Linked DNA regions of Sus scrofa: region 1 is linked to region 2. Evidence: chromatin contacts called from public HiChIP or PLAC-seq data. All regions are on one chromosome and are shown on one strand. The core of a region is the stretch at or near the end of the contact, and the rest is flanking DNA. Distances in the headings are between cores, read along the strand shown. Region 1 holds the start of MED18 (mediator of RNA polymerase II transcription subunit 18). Region 2 holds the start of SESN2 (sestrin-2).

What was found. HiChIP or PLAC-seq counts read pairs in DNA pulled down with a chosen protein or histone mark.
Region 1: a contact with region 2 is called in an H3K27ac HiChIP or PLAC-seq map of alveolar macrophages. The contact joins the promoter of MED18 here to the promoter of SESN2 in region 2. A contact is called at or near these places in 2 of 5 promoter capture datasets (fetal liver and liver), 15 of 47 Hi-C or Micro-C datasets (alveolar macrophages, blood, brain and 6 more) and 2 of 2 datasets of contacts at active chromatin or transcription factors (alveolar macrophages and skeletal muscle).

What each region holds. Positions count from the first base shown.
Region 1 is chr6:85,382,666-85,385,365 of Sscrofa11.1, reverse strand. MED18 (mediator of RNA polymerase II transcription subunit 18) reads right to left here and starts at 1,281. Exons shown (of 3, transcript XM_005665139.3): 1 at 1,081-1,281; 2 at 378-519. The coding sequence starts at 450.
Region 2 is chr6:85,320,590-85,323,289 of Sscrofa11.1, reverse strand. It overlaps SESN2 (sestrin-2), which reads right to left and starts at 1,308. Exons shown (of 12, transcript XM_021095666.1): 1 at 1,293-1,308.

The sequences.
Region 1 (2,700 bases), core at 32-2,531, 62 kb before region 2:
TGGCCTGGGAACTTCTATATGCCGTAGGTTCAGCAGAAAAGAAAATAAAAAAAGAAAAAAAAAAAAAGAAAGTAGAAAAGTTGTTGCCAAGGGCTGGGGGGAGGGGAAAGGAAGAATGAGTACAGAGTTTCAGTTTTGCAAGATGAAAAAGTTCTAGAGATTGGCTATACAACAATGCAAACATATTTAACACTACTAAATGTTATGCTCAAAATGTTTAATGCTATATGTTTGTGACCATAATTAAAGCCAAATTGAAAAAAAAAAAAAAAAGAGGTGCCAGAAATTATGTAGCCTTTGTATATTAGCCTTTCATCTCCATGGAACCTGAACAGAAAAGAGGAAATCAGGTAATCTAAGCTCCCTAGTTCACTTACCCTGCAGCAGGTACTCCATCATGTTAATGGTGCCCCCGGTGACAGGCATCATAGTGACTGGAGGTGCCTCCATGCTATCTGTTTAAGTTGAAAGCAACAGAACCGGATTCAGAGTCCCAGTCAAATAAAGCACAGGACACACCTGGAAAAGAGTTATGCTTGTTAATACATCAGAGAGATGGAGAGACACCAGATCTACCTGGGTCATTAGCCTTAACATCAAAAGATTCATTCATTCATCCAGAACTTTTTGAACAACTTCCATAAGTCAGTTTCAGGAATTGATGATACAGAAATACACAAAGGAGGCCTGATCATGGAGTTATAATCTTTCAGTCTCAAGGTCTGAAACCTTCAGTTTCAGAATTTCCTGTGCAATAAGCCATCAAACCGCTGACCCTGGGATTCAATGTCTTCCTTATAAAATGAGGTCGACATTTAACCCCCAAGGCTTTGTGGCTCAGATGACACAATAGCCGTGAAATAATAGAACTGAGAGGTGACTCCCCTTCAATTTGGAGATGAGGATACTGACACTTTGGGTGGGGGTTGGAGGGAAGGATACAGAGCAAGTCCATGGCAGAGATAAACCAGACAAAAATCTAGGCGTTCAAAACGCCTTTGAAAGCGAGCCAGACAGAAGTGCGAAGTTCTTCTGACGATTGAGGTCCTCCTACCCCACCATCGACGCGTGCCTACTCACACCAAAAACACACCTCCGCGCGTGTTCTAGCCTTTTCTGGCAAAGCAGGGAACTGAAGCCACCAGAGCACCTCGGAGCTTTTTAGCGATAATTAGCCCCCAGCACTGAACTTGAAGACCCCCACCCCCCGGTGGAGTGCAACACTTTCTCCCCTCCACTTCCGGCAAAAAGTCTCCGTCGCGCAAATCTTGACATCACCATTCTGCGACGTAAGGGTGCCGGGAAGGCATAAAAATCATCTCTGCGGCCTGGCAAGTAGAAGCGCATGCGCAAACTGCGATTCTGCGTGGAAGAGGGCGGCCTTCCTGAGCGCGTTCCTCGGGGCGTGAGGGGGACCTTGACATCAAAGGCAGTCCTCCCGGAAAATATTTTCCTTTTTTCAAGTGTGACGGCCTGGAGTTGTTTTTGTCAAGGAATTCTTTTGGAACTTACAGGGGGAAAAGAGAGCCGGGGGAAGAGAGCTGAAGAAAAAAAGAGATCATAAAACCAAAACTTCTTTTGGTTGAGTACCTGAAGATAAGAAGGAAAGACATCTTTTACTGTTTAGCAGACTGTTCTGAACAATTAGGGAACTCAGCAATACATTTGATATTTGTTCACTCTTCTGTGTTTATTTTACCTCAATTCAAAAATTTTGGGAGATAAGTAAATTCAGCTCATTTATTGAATGTTGCTTGTGTGTCAAGCATGTAAAATGCAAAGAATGGAGCTAGAGTATGGTGGTTGAGGCACTCCCTGGAGCGAAAAATTTAAGGGGCACCAAAACTCCTAACAATTCAAAAAATTGTAATGCAATCTTTTACGAATTTAATGTGGAAAAAAAATCCTTAATGAACAAAATATTGGAATTTTTGATCTTCACAGCAGCCCTGTAACCCAAGTATAATTATTACTTAATTTTACTAATGGAGAAACTTAGGCATCAAGAAATAACACACCAGGGAGTTTAGACTGGGGTACAAATTTAAGCAGCTGCCTGATTTCAGAACCCACCCTCTTAATTGCTACACATCTTTTTTTTTTTTTTCTTTTTAGGGCTGCACCCTGGCATATGAAAGTTCCCAGGTTAGGGGTTGAATCAGAGCTTCAGGTGCTGACCTATGCCACAGCCACAGCAATGTGCGATCTGAGCCGCATCTGTGACCTACACCACAGCTCATGGCAATCCTGGACCCCCAACTCACCGAGCAAGGCATATAGAAGTTCCCAGGCCAGGGTTGAATCGGAGCTGTAGCCCCTGGCCTACGCTACAGCCACAGCTGTGCCAGATCGAAGCCAAGTCTGCAACTACACCACAGTTCATGGCAATGTTGGATCCTTAACTCACTGACTGGGGCTGGGGATGGAACCTGCATCCTCATGGGTACTAGTTAGATTCATTTCTGCTGAGCCATGATGGGAACTCCTATACAGTCATTTATAATTCCAGTTTCCCCTGCTGTAATTTATACTGTCTTACTCATTTACATTTTTAAACTTAAAAAAAATATTACCCACATTTTATCTGACATTTCAAAAGTAGGATTAAATTAAAAAAAAAAGAATAGGTAAGAATTGGGTGAACAATATGGTAAAACTTGGACAAGACTCATGATTTATAGGGATGGAGAAAATGTTATA
Region 2 (2,700 bases), core at 59-2,558:
AATTCCAGTTAGGTTTTGTCAGCTATGAACCCTCAGCGCCCCCTGCAGGCACGACTCTGCTATAGCTCAGAACAGACGGGGAGGGGAAAAGGTGGTTCACAGGATTGTCCGTTCTTGAAAAGAGGCCAGGCAACAGCTAAGTAAAGATTGTGTGGTTGTTGAGGAGTTTCCCTGATGCCAGCAGGAACCAGATTCCCAAAGGACACTCCCCCGCCCCCCCAGCCAGAATGCACTTCCCGTTGTTTCGGCTTACTCTCTCACCGTACAGACGGAAGCCTGGGGTCCAGAGAGAAGGCATTTGCTCAAGGTCCCTCAGGAAGCTGGTCACAGGGCAATACCTGGAACCTTGGGGTCCAGGTCCCCAGTCGAGGGCCACTTGCACCACAACACACGGCCCCAGGAGCCTCACATTTCCAGGAAGAATTCTTTGCTGAATTGGCTCCGATGTCCTGATTTCCCTCTTCCTCCTTCTCCTCCACGCCTAGAGGCTCCATATATTCCATTCTCAATCACCCTGAGGCCTGTCACTGAAGCAATGCCCCAGGGCCTTGCCACCATCCTGATCCACTTCTTCCTGTCCTCAAAAGTCTTTTGTATACCCCCCACTCCTCGAAAAAATTGTGCTTGGAAGCAGAATTAATGTTGAAGGGTCCAGTTCTAACCCTTAGCTGTGCGAATCCAGGCAAGTCACTTCGCCTCTCTGAACCTGGTTCCTGCTGAGTAAAATGGGGCGATAACGTTTACCTTCACAGGGGCTATTGTAAGGATGAGAGCTAAGGCATACAAATTCCTTAACAAGGCTTGAATAAAGATTAAGAGACCAACAAACTGTAAGTATCATTTAAATTGTTACTATTGTTCTTATTTTAAAGTACAGTGACTGGCAGATAGTTTTGTGTTCAAGAAAGGTGATTATAACCATTGAAATTAAAAGTTTGGCGCTAGAAACCCGGCCTTAAGCCGGGACTAAATAAACGATGGTTAATGATATAGCTTTTTTTTTTTTTTTTGTCTTTTTGTCTTTTTAGGGCCGCATCGGTGGCTTGCGGAGGTTCCCAGGCTAGGGGTCGAATCAGAGCTGTAGCTACTGGCCTACACCACAGCTCAGGGCAACGCCGGATCCTTAACCCACTGAGCGAGGCCGGGGAGAGAACCTGCGTGCTCATGGATGCTAGTCAGATTCGTTTATGCTGAGCCAGGAAGGGAACCCAAGTGATGTTGCTTTTTTGACCCAAGGGTGCCCAGGACGTTTGCAGTCCAAAAATCTCCTGAACAAAAGCTGCTGCGCTTACTTGTTTTCGGTCAGCAACAGGCTCCTCTTACGAAAACCGCGGGCGTCCAATGAACAGGAAGATGGGCGGGGTTGCCTGGCAGCCAATAGCAGTCCGCAGCGGCATGCGGGCTAGGCCCAGGCAGGTTTCCAGGCTGGTTAGGGAAACTAAACCGCAAGACAGTTTGCTCGGCGGGGAGTGTCTCCAAATTCTCCTCGCTCTGCTTATCAACCGGGCTCTGATTGGTGCAGACTGTGTCGGCCCGCCCCTCCCGCCGCCGGCCCCCTCCCCTGGGAGGTGGCAGGGACTATCCCCTTCGCTTTCGTTTCTTTTTTTTTTTCTCTTTCATTTTCTTTTAATGAACTTTTGGTTTTAGTGCATGTTTTTCCTTTTCAAATTATAAATGACATATGTTATATCAGAATATTTTGAAAATACAGGAAAGTGTAAAGGTACAAAAGACGTAACTCGAAATATTTCCCCCCCTTTATGTTTTCTAATGTTTTTCAGGCTTTCTACTCTAAACTGGTATTACTCCTGTTCATTATTCTATTGTAAAAGTGTAAAACTGGAAGGGATCAAAGTGCTCACCAAAGAGGACTGGTTCAAATAATAAACCAGATTCCCAAAAGACCCTCCAGCAGGAATGCACTTCCCGTTGTTCTTGTCTCCACAGTGGAATATCATGCAGTAAAGAAGCAGGAGGTAGCTCTACGTGCTCTATTGTAGATGCTCTAGGTGAAATGAAAATGTATGCTGCATTTAATGTTAGGTTAAAACAAACAAAAAAACAAGTTGCCCAGTGATGCACTTAGAATTATGTCATATGAAGTTCCCGTTGTGGCGCAGTGGTTAACGAATCCGACTAGGAACCATGAGGTTGCGGGTTGGATCTCTGGCCTTGCTCAGTGGATTAAGGATCCGGCCTTGCTGTGAGCTGTGGTGTAGGTCGCAGATGTGGCTCGGATCCTGTGTTGCTGTGGCGTAGGCCGGTGGCTACAGCTCTGATTAGATCCCTAGCCTGGGAACCTCCATATGCAGGGGGAGCAACACTAGAAACGGCAAACAGACAAAAAAAAAAAAATAGAATTATGTCATAGATACCATCCATAAATATACAGAGGCAACAAAAGTCTGGAAAGATGTGTAGTTTGCAACAAACTATTAGGATCCAGTTACATCTGGAATAAAAGGATGATAGAGAATTATAAGGTTTTATGCACTATATTTATTTAATGATTGTTTAAAAACCAAGATGGGACTTCCCACTGTGGTGCAGTAGGTTAAGAATCCTGTGTTTCTGCAGCTGTGCCTGCCAGAAGTCACAGTTTGGGTTGGGATTTGATCCCTAGCTGCAGGGCTTCCATATACCACTGGTTCAGTTGAAAAAGCAAATAAATAAATGAATGCCAAAATGTATTATGTTGGT